2 separate regions of the Ovis aries genome follow, and region 1 is linked to region 2. The links are chromatin contacts, called in public Hi-C maps. All regions are on one chromosome and are shown on one strand. The core of a region is the stretch at or near the end of the contact, and the rest is flanking DNA. Distances in the headings are between cores, read along the strand shown.

Evidence for each region. Hi-C and Micro-C count contacts between places; a contact is called where the count stands out from the background.
Region 1: a contact with region 2 is called in a Hi-C map of omental adipose tissue, with 2.1 times the contacts expected there. The contact joins two enhancer-like sites. A contact is called at or near these places in 11 of 16 Hi-C or Micro-C datasets (blood, hypothalamus, liver and 6 more).

What each region holds. Positions count from the first base shown.
Region 1 is chr17:54,199,469-54,205,337 of ARS-UI_Ramb_v3.0, forward strand. It overlaps IFT81 (intraflagellar transport 81), which reads left to right. Exons shown (of 18, transcript XM_027956497.2): 18 at 1-1,160. Among named protein-coding and RNA genes, the nearest start is that of ATP2A2, 46 kb to the right of the region's middle. Within about 2 kb of position 1,278, at least 14 of the 54 cell types and tissues checked have an H3K27ac peak or open chromatin away from gene starts, as enhancers often do.
Region 2 is chr17:54,075,722-54,081,290 of ARS-UI_Ramb_v3.0, forward strand. No RefSeq gene overlaps it. Among named protein-coding and RNA genes, the nearest start is that of P2RX7, 17 kb to the left of the region's middle. Within about 2 kb of position 2,175, at least 5 of the 54 cell types and tissues checked have an H3K27ac peak or open chromatin away from gene starts, as enhancers often do.

The sequences.
Region 1 (5,869 bases), core at 28-2,527, 120 kb after region 2:
AAAGCCACTGCCTATCTTGTTTCCTGTATTAGTTAAGGAAAAATACAACTTTAAAGGTTGTCCTTTAAGAAGAATTTTATAATATAATGTCTTTTCTGTTATAAATCTGTTAATAACTGAATCTAAGGTCATGTGTTTTCCAGGTCTAGAAAGTGTTAGCAGAGTTACCTTAGAGCATTGTTCAGAGGCATATGGAAATTAAACCAACTCTCAGGAAATTGTAGAATATTTAACTTTGTTCTTTAGATTAATATTTTATATCATATTGCTTTAATGCAGTGGACAGCAGCAATGAAAGAAACCATTTCATTAAACTATCATGTAATTAGTTTATATAACATACATAATTTGGGGGGAAAATTTTTAAGCTCTGTGAATTTTCTAGGTGTCTTTCTTAAATTTTTAGGCTAAACATGATACAGAGTACTTTTTGGTAATTTGAGTAAGAGACTGAATATGTTCCTTAAACTAAAAATACTAAAAATATATGTACAAATGGGGAAATTGCCAAAGCTGCATTTACAAAAGCAGCAATCAAATTTGTATTGAAAAAATGACTTTGTAGGGATATGATATATAGAAACCTCCTTGTCTTACACAGGCTTTCACCCAGTATTAGTGACTAATGAGTGTGAATCCAAGACTTGTTTCTACAAAAGGTTCTAGGAGCTTACATCATTCCTCTTGCTTGGCACCAAGGAGTGTTTAGCCTTAGGGAGTGAGTAACAGCACCCTGATGATTAACTTTCATTAAACTTGGTTATTTCAATAACTTCTCCATTATTGTAGTAAAGGTGAGATCTAGATTATATATACAATGAATCCTTCTCTTTTAAACAATCCATGGCAGCCAGGAGAGAAAGTTGTACTTTTATTGAATATGTGATTGCTTCCCTACTCAGGAGAACTGCTGGCCTGAGCTCCTCCTTCCTTTCTTTTTAATGAGAGCAGTTTAGTTAGAGCAATTTGATGTGTGGCAGCCAGGCATAAGGTGAATGTTTTGTCTGGGGAAGATAGAGAGAGATCGTTTAAAGTTATGTGTCTATTTTCAATCTTGGACCTTTCTGTCTTAAGATAGTCTTAAAAAGAAAATATTGTCTGTAACTGTCATTTAGTTTCATCCAATCCTTGCAAAAGAAATAAAAAACTAAAAAACTAAATCCAAACAAACATTTTTTTTTTTAAGACTTGGACAAATGTGTTTTCTGCTCCCATGCTCCCTCTTTTGGCAAACTGTAAGTACTGTCTCAGCAAACAGCGATAATTTCACAATTTCCTCTCTAGAATTGCTGAGAGACTTGAGTCACCAAACGTGGTTCACTGCTGTGGAAATGCATTGTTCAGAAGACAGAAAGAAATTTAAGCTTTCTGCTCTTCTGTGACAGTATTTGTTTCCGCCTCAGTTCAGAGTATGAACTGCAGGTTCTTGGCAAGACTGCCGCTTAACATTGCATGTGAGAACCTGGTGAATAGGCAGAGAATTTTGGAGCTTGAAAGGAACCTCAGAATGATTCATATGGTCATTCATTAAATTGGGACCTTTGAGGGATCTCTTTCAGCCTCTCTCAGTGCAGAAATCAGGACAGGAGTGCTTGTGGCAAATGGCTTTCCAGCCTCAGTAGAGTAACCACAATGCAGTTCACTCCTCATGAGGGAGCCGGTCCCATTGTTAAAGAGCAAAGACTGATTGGTTTATTGGTTCTAGAAGCAAAGCCAACTTACAGAGGAAGGGAAATTTCGTTAAACAGCAGTTCGGCAAAGCCAGATTGAACAAATTTTGCTCCCTGAAAAAAATTTTACTTCAGGGGAGTAATATTATTGTGGTTATTATAATAATCAGAATCGTGGGAAAGATGAAAATAATAATATGCTAGCAGCTAGTCCATTAGTAAGCACTGATTATGTACCAGACACCGTCCTAAGTCCTTTATGTGTATGAACTAGTGTAACTCTCAAAATAACCCTATGAGATGGATACCATTATCCTCGCTTTATAAATGGAGAAACTGAGGCACAGAAAGGCTTTTACAGTATTACACAGCTAATAACTGTAACAGGTGGAGCCAGGGTCCAAAACCTGTGCTCTTAACTATGTGCTGTCCTGCAATGTGACCCATAGTTGTATATATCCATAAAGGTTGCTGTCCATTTATGAACTGCAGTATACGTGAAATTATTTTTTTTGCATTTATAATGCATTTTCAATAATATATTTCCTTAACTATAGCTGAAAAAAAAACTTCACTGCTTTACTAAATGATTAAAAATAAACTCTGCTGGGACTTAACCTGGCGGTCCAGTGGTTAAGAATCCACCTGCCAGTGCAGGGGACATGGGTTCTATCCGTGCTCCAGGAAAATCCCACATGCCTTGTGGCAACTAAGCCCATGCACCAACAACTATGGCACACAAATCGCAACTACTGAGCCTGTGTACAGCAACAAAGACTCAGCACAGCCAAAAATAAATAAAATAAATCAATAAATATTTTAAAGTGAATAAACTCTACCAACCAGATGAGGGAATTATAGTAAAAATGATTGTCGAGTAAATGCATAAAAGAAGTGAGTAATAGGTTTAGGTAAAGAGAGAGTAGAAACTTTATAGGTTATAATTTAAAACTTTCTCCATGAAGAGTTTCAGTTGGGATGATGAAAAAGTTCTGGAGGTAGATGGTGGTGAAAAAGAAAAAAAAAAAAACTTTCTCTGTGAAAGTCTTAAACTCATATATGTCTCCTGTTGCTGGACATTTAGATTGATTCCAGTTTTTTACTTTACAAACAATGCTACCATCAAACTTAAAGGTTGAAATAAGATAAAATATTAAGCAGAACCACAAAATTTATTTAGTCAAATCCAGAATTCATTGAATAGTTTTATGGACTTTTCTCACCTTCATCTGTGAAAATGCCAAGGCTAAACCAAAGATATTAACAAGCTGTTACTTGATTAACTGGAGAATAAAATTGTAAGTTCATTCATTTATTTATATGTGAATATTTATTGAATATCTTCTGCATGCCTGACACTGTGCTACATGCTAAAATAGAAAGTGAACATGACCTGGTTTTTTCTCTCAAAGAGCACACAGTCTAGAAGATTCTAACATTAAGCAGCAAAAAGAAAAGTTTTTTTAAATGTATAAAACAAGGAGCTCAGAGGAAGAAACAGTTAATTTTGACATGGGGGATTGGAGAAAGATTAATGGAAGAGGTGGGACTTGAGCTGGATTTATAAGAATGAATTAAGATTTTGATAGTGTAAGACAAGTGGAAGACATAAAGGCATTTAAGTACATGACATGTTCAGGAAATGGCAAGTCTAGAATGGCTCAATAAGTTACCTAGTTGTGTGAGGCCAGGGTAAGGAGTTCCTAATATGGGCTAAGCTCGTGTGCTCTGTAATTTGACATGCTGGGCACTCAGCTGGACTCCATGAAAAGGTACAGTAAAAGGATAAGACATGGCCCCTGTCATTAGCCAGACTAACAATACAATACAGCAAATACATTGAATCCTAAAACCTAGTGCTAAATTTTGTGTGCTGTAGAAGTTCAGTCAAAACAGACTGCTACTGCTGCTGCTGCTGCTGCTAAGTCACTTCAGTCGTGTCCAACCCTGTGAGACCCCATAGACAGCAGCCCGCCAGGCTCCCCTGTCCCTGGGATTCTTCAGGCAAGAATACTGAAGTGGGTTGCCATTTCCTTCCCCAATGCATGAGAATGAAAAGTGAAAGTGAAGTCGCTCAGTCATGTCTGACTCTTCGCAACCCCGTGGACTGCAGCCTACCAGCCTCCTCTGTCCATGGGATTTTCCAGGCAAGAGTACTGGAGTGGGTTGCCATTTCCTTCCAAAATGGACTAGGGAAGACTAAAAGGTCAAAGGGGCGTCCAGGAGGTTTCATCAAAGAAGAGGGAATGATCTGGGCCTGGAAAGATGAGTAAAGTTTGGATAGGAACCAGCGATTGAAGCAATTTACAGCACTGGATTATCAAACAGATATACCCCAATATTTGATATTTCAGAAATCAAAGAAGTTTTCTTTAGAAAAATCAAAACTCAGACTTCCTTACACTCTCCTTAGAGTTCAGGGTCTCTGAAAGTTTCAGTTTAGCTTTTTGGAATCCCATCAAGAGTTACTAGTCTAATGGGAATTCAGAGGGGGAAAAAACACTGTGGGCTGGAGCAATCTGGGCAGACTGGAGAAAGAGATGGTACAAGTTTAAAACCACTCTGGAAGCATGGGTAGAATTTGGCTTAGGGAGGGAACAAGAGCTCCACGGGATTGAGGAAGCCCCAAGAAAGGAATGCCCTGAGGTACCAGCCAGGCAAGGCTGCAGAGAGTAAGAGAGTTAAAGCTGGAAAAGGAGCTGGAAACCAAATCAATGAGCTGTTTCGAGTTGGTACAGTTGTTGGAGCTGTTGTTAATATCCTAATTCCTTTTGGACCCTCAATGAAATGAGAGATTCACTGCATTGCAGGGAATCACAGATTATCATCTCCACAAAAGACTGCTATCATGGACTAAGTTTGATTTGTTTTTTATGACAAAAGAGAGCAGTATAGGCAATAAGTCAGTTGTTTGTTTCATCATCTTTGGGGGAATATTTTTTTACACTAACTCAGAGATTCAACATTTTATTCTTTGATTCAGTTTGCAACTCTTTGTCATCTCATTTGTACAATCACTTTTTTGTTTCATGTCACATTTTCAGATATGTGGAAAAGATTTGCTAATTTGAAGAAATTTAGATGAGAAACAGAAGATTTTAAAGTTACATTTTTGTTGGGAGACATTTTTATAAGTTTATTTGATTTCCTATGTAACCAGAAATGTGAGGAAAAAAATTCAAAGCTGGTGTTTAACAGTCCTTGATTGCTTTTTCTTGAGAGTAAGAAAAAGAACTGTTTTACGTTGTAATAATTGCCAAGTAGCCAAGGAGAGCCTCAGCCCTTGAAGAGACCCACTTGCTAGTGACTTGGCAGTGTCAAACAAATGTTCAACTTTTATTCTGACACTTCTTGAAGAATTTGATTGAAACTATATATGTCCAGATAACACTCAGCAAAGTGCCCTTCTTGCATTTGTTTCAAGATATATTTGGAAACAAGAGAGATGACCTTGGACTCAGCTGCTTTTCCAATTTAGGACTTCTCTCTGGGTCTACTGAATAATATTCCTGAACATTGAAGATTCAACGAATGGAAAAACATTTTAGTTACTATATGCCATAAGTCCTGTGATAGAGAATTTTTTTCCCCCAGCAATATGTTCTGCCTCTAAAAGAATGATATATTTAGACTGCAAGCTCTATATTAGCTTGCTAACCATCTACTTCAAAATACATTTAGGAACACATTTGCTTTTCATCAGAGTGCCTTTTTTATAATCTAAATCGAGCTGTCCTTGCTTTTTAAAATATTTTAGCATGTAAGAAATTTTGAAAAAAAAAAATAACGAGCAGTTAACCCTTCGCCTTTGCCTTTTGGCATTCAAAGTTTGTTCAGAAGCCAGGGTTCATTGTAGCTTGATGTCAGATCTAAAAGAAGACTTCGGAGGCTCTGACATCCCCGTCTAAGGTTATTGCCACCTGTCCAGATGACAATAGAAGTCCTGCTAGTCTAACCTCAAGCCTGAAAGCCAAGGTTAGCTTCCAAATGCATCTACATTTAGCCCATGGAGATGGATGGTTTTAACTGTCATTAAAGCGATATTCTTTCAGTTACCATTTTGCATATTTTGGAGGTTTAAGCAGTTCCATTTTTAATCTGTTGTCACAGTCACAGGACAAGACTTAGGTAACCTTTCTGATAAAGCAATTTTACTTTTAAGCAAATAAGTAACTATGAGTTATAGTTTGATCATTGTT
Region 2 (5,569 bases), core at 925-3,424:
TCTTAATATCTTCTGCTTCTGTTAGGTCCATACCATTTCTGTCCTTTATTGAGTCCATCTTTGCGTGAAATGTTCCCTTGGTATCTCTAATTTTCTTGAAGAGATCTCTAGTCTTTCCCATTCTGTTGTTTTCCTCTATTTCTTTGCATTGATTGCTGAAGAAGGCTTTCTTATCTCTCCTTGCTATTCTCTGGAACTCTCTATTCAGATGCTTATATCTTTCCTTTTCTCCTTTGCTTTTTACCTCTCTTCACAGCTATTTGTAAGGCCTCCTCAGACAGCCATTTTGCTTTTTTGCATTTCTTTTCCATGGAGATGGTCTTGATCCCTGTCTCCTGTACAATGTCATGAACCTCATTCCATAGTTCATCAGGCACTCTATCTATCAGATCTAGGCCCTTAAATCTATTTCTCATTTCCACTGTATAATCATAAGGGATTTGATTTAGGTCATACCTGAATGGTCTAGCGGTTTTCCTATTTTCTTCAATTTGAGTCTGAATTTGGTAATAAGGAGTTCATGATCTGAGCCACAGTCAGCTCCTGGTCTTGTTTTTGTTGACTGTATAGAGCTTCTCCATCTTTGGCTGCAAAGAATATAATCAATCTGATTTCGGTGTTGACCATCTGGTGATGTCCATGTGTAGAGTCTTCTCTTGTGTTGTTGGAAGAGGGTGTTTGCTATGACCAGTGCATTGTCTTGGCAAAACTCCATTAGTCTTTGCCCTGCTTCATTCCGCATTCCAAGGCCAAATTTGCCTGTTACTCCAGGTGTTTCTTGACTTCCTACTTTTGCATTCCATTCCCCTATAATGAAAAGGACATCTTTTTTGGCAGTTAGTTCTAAAAGGTCTTGTAGGTCTTCATAGAACCGTTCAAATTCAGCTTCTTCAGGATTACTGGTTGGGGCATAGACTTGGATAACTGTGATATTGAATGGTTTTTCCTGTGGTCATGTATGGATGTGAGAGTTGGACTGTGAAGAAGGTTGAGTGCCGAAGAATTGATGCTTTTGAACTGTGGTGTTGGAGAAGACTCTTGAGAGTCCCTTAGACTGCAAGGAGATACAACCAGTCCATTCTGAAGGAGATCAGCCCTGGGATTTCTTTGGAAGGAATGATGCTAAAGCTGAAACTCCAGTACTTTGGCCACTTCATGCGAAGTGTTGACTCATTGGAAAAGACTCTGATGCTGGGAGAGATTGGGGGCAGGAGGAGAAGGGGACGACCGAGTATGAGATGGCTGGATGGCATCACTGACTCGATGGACGTGAGTCTGAGTGAACTCCGGGAGTTGGTGATGGAGAGGGAGGCCTGGCGTGCTGTGATTCATGAGGTCGCAAAGAGTCTGACACGACTGAGCGACTGAACTGAGCTGAACTGAACTGATCTAAACCAGTGGTTTATTACAGGGATAATTGTGCACCCTCAGGGAACATTTGGCAACGTTTAGAGACATTTTTAGTTGTCATGATTGTGGGAGTGCTGAGTGAGTGAGTGAGCAAAAGTCACTCAGTTGTGTCTGACTCTTTGCGACCCCATGGACTTTACAGTCCATGGAATTCTCCAGGCCAGAGTACTGGAGTGGATAGCCATTCCCTTCTCCAGGAGATCTTCCAAACCCAGGGATCGAACCCAGGTCTCAGGCATTGCAGGCAGATTCTTTACCAGCTGAGCCACCAGGAAATGCTACTGGCATCTAATGGTCAGGGAGGCTGCCAAACATCTGACAATACACAGATCAACCCCCTACAACAAAGAATTTTCTGGTCCAGAATGTCAGTAGTGCCCAGAGCTGAGAAAATCTGGTCTATATGGTGTTGGCACCTCAGCTCTAAGTTCAACTGTAAATGGTGAAATCAAGGGCCACAGTGTAAGACACATAGTAGGTACTCAATGAATGTTTGATAACCACATGAATGAGTGAATGATCAAATGAATGATCATATTTTACGTTTGTAATTTGGCCAAGTGCCTGGTACAGGCCTGTGTTAGAATGGCTGTTCATAAATGGTTATTGACTCACTTCTCTAAATGTCCCCGCTGAAGAGCACCTGGGCAGCAGCTGGGAACGACATCTTCCTGGCTGGGAGCCAAGATGGCCTCACAGCACCGGTTTGGGGTTACAATCAATTGCTGTGGGCAGCCACAGAGTGACAGAGCTGACAGTGTTTCTCCACATAGTGATGGATTCATTGCTTTCTCTCCTGCCCTTCTTTTCTCAGACTCTCTGCAGAGAAGGGTTTATAAGGCTGAGCTGAGAGCTTGTGGATTCAGCTCTTTAGGAAAAGGAGGAAAAAATGAACCTGGACTAAGGATTATTGTTCATATATTTGAGGATCAAGAGCCAGTCAGAATTAGAGACAGGGATGGAGGGGAGGGGGCTTCCCAGGTGGCTTAATGGAAAAGAATCCACCTGCTAAGGCAGGAGACTCAGGTTCCACCTCTGGGTTGGAAAGATCCCCTGGAGAAGGAAATGGCAACCCACTCGAGTGTTCTTGCCTGGGAAATCACATGGACAGAGGAGCCTGGCAGGATACAGTCCATGGGATTGCAAAAAGAATCAGATATGACTTAGTGACTAAACAACAACAACATAGAAGGTTGGGGGAGCAGGACTCTGCTTCATCACTACACTTCTTCTAATTCATTTATAAAACAAATATTTAATGAGTGTCAGCAACTCTTTGGGGGTTTATGTGAGTTAACTAAAGAGATCAAAATCCTTCCTCTGTTGAAGTTTATATTCTAAAGAAACAGGCTGAACAGTAGACCCTAATATAGTGTGTGTGTGATTTTCCTATGGAGAAAATTCAAACGAGGAAGGGAGATAAGATGTATTGAGGGATGAACTTAACACAACCTCTATCTAGTTCCAAAACATATTCTTTTTAAATGTTATTTATTTACATATTTATTTGGCTATACCAGGTCTTAGTTGCAGCACGTAAGGTCTTTAGTTGTGGCATGCGAACTTTTGATCTAGTTCCCTGACCAGGGATTGAATCCTGGCCCCTTGCTTTGGGAGCATGAAATCTTAGTCACTGGACCACCAGGGAAGTCCCCCTGTATTGCTGGGTCGTATATTTAATTTTTTGAAGAACCACCAAACTGTTTTCTCCAGTAGCTGCACCGTTTTACATTCCCACCAGCAATGTCTGAGGGCTCTAATTTCTCCACAATGCCAACACTTGTAATTTTCCATTTTGTAAATAACAGTGATCCTAGTGGTATGAAGTGGTATCTTATGTGGCTTTGATTTGCATTTCCCTAATGCAGATTATTAGGTGTTGAGCCTTTTTTCATGTGCTTATTGGCCATTTTTATGTCTTCTTGGAGAAACATCAAGTCTTCTGCCCACTATTTGAATTGGGTTTTCTGTCTTTTGTCATTGAGATGCAAGATTTGAGGGTGAATTTTTAAATAGGGCAGTCGAGAAAGGCCTCCCTTAGGAAGATGACATTGTTTTTTTTAAAACGATATTTATTCATTTGGCAGCACTGGGTCTTAGCTGCATCATGCGGGATCTTTGATCTTCATTGCAGCATGTAGGATCTTTAGTTATGGCTGGCGAACTCTTAGTTCCACGACCAGGGATTGAACCTTAGCCACCTGCATTGGGAGTGGGAAGTCTTAGCCACTCACTGGATCACCAGAGAAGTCCAGAAGTGTTACCAGAAGAGTGTGCGGGGTCCAGCTGCTCGCCCCTCAAAAGCCAATAACCAGGCCAGGATGGTGAAAAGGAAAGTTTGCTTTATTTCAGATGCCAGCAACTGGGTGGAGGGGAGGGCAGACATCTGTCCAAAGGCCAACTCCCTCCCCTTACACTGAGAACCAGTGGGGTAAGAGCTTTTATAGACAGAAGGATGGGCCTACCTGTAGAAACAGTACAGTCACCTCTTACAGTCATCTTCAAACAGGTCACTGGGGTATGACCAGCATCATCTTGATTGTTTTAGACACAGTTAATCTTCAATTCCAGGGTCCATTTGTTCCCATTTCTTTGAGGCTAATTCTCAGAATTGTGGCAGCTTATGTCGTGGGTACAATCTGGTTATCATATAGTTAACTTCTTCACCCTGGTGTTCTAGTAGATGTAAGACAGGTCACAGGACGGGACTCAGAATATTATCTATAGCCCTTGAGAAAGAACTAAAGGTCCTTGGCTATGTTTAATGACTACATTATTATTTTTTGGTCTCCGTTGTTTTCCTTTGTTTCTGTATTTCTCATTTCTCTAATTAAACTTATTCATTGACTAAAGTTTTCTACAGACAAAAGGCAGACAGAGGACATGGGGTGGTGGGGGGTGGGGCGGGAAGGACCACAGGGTCCTGTTCCATTTTAGAAGATGACTTTAAAACAATTTTTATTTATTTAGTTTTGGCTGTGCTGGGTCTTTGTTGCTGTGCTCAGGCTACTCTCTAGTTGTGATGTGCGGGCTTCTCGTTGTGGTGGCTTCTCTTGTTGCAAAGCACAGACTCTAGAGTGCAGCCTCAGTAGTTGGGGCTCCGAGGCTTAGCTGCCTGAACGCATGTGGAAGCTTCCTGGACCAGGGGTCAAACCCATGTTCCCTGCATTGGCAAGTGGATTCTCAACCACTGGACCACGAGGGAAATCCAGAAGATGACCAAGTGAAGACCTTAGGAGGTGAGGGAGCAAACCCTCTGGATGCCTGGGAAGAGCATTGCACACAGAGGGAACAGTGAGTGCAAATGCCATGAGGAAAGTCATTTTCACTTGTCTTTAATTCTATTTTCCTGTCTGTCAATGGAGAAAAATAAGACCATGAAGATAATATCACATAAAATATTGGCAAATTATCAACACCTGGGCTTACTCACACTTTAATAAGGTACAGCTAACCCTTCAGTGGGGGCTTCCTAGGTGGCTCAGTGGGTAAAGAACCTGCCTGCAATGATGCAGGAGATGCCGGAGATATAGGTTCAATTCCTGGGTTGGGACCATCCCCTGGAGAAGGGCATGGCAAACTACTTCAGTACTCTTACCTGGAGAATCCCATGGACAGAGGAGCCTGGCAGGCTACTGTCCATAGATCTCAAAGAGTTGGATGTGACTGAACACAGCACAGCACACAGCCCTTCAATAACACAGGAGTTAGAGGCACCAACCCTGTGCATAGCTGAAAATCCCAGTGTAACTTATAGTCAACTCTCCATATCTGTGGTTCATCCACATCTGCAGGTTCAATCAACGACAGTATTCACTATTGAACAAAGTCCTCATGGAAGTGGGTGAGGGCAGTTCAAACCTATTCAAGGGTCAACTATACTTCTCAGAGCTTCAATCTGTTCACTTGTAAAACAGGAATGATAATTGCTATCTACTGCACAGTGTTCTTTCAAGAATCAAATGAAATAATATACCCAGTTAGGGCCTGGCACACAGTCATGCTCGTAAATGGGTTTGAACCTAGATCAGGAGGACTTCAAATCCTGAAGCCTCCAGGTATAAAATGATTTCTAGGAGAGTCTGAGGGGTTTCGTGGCTGGAGGTCTGCAGTCGAGCCGGACACAGACTACCATATACCCTCCTCTGTGCTCCTTTTG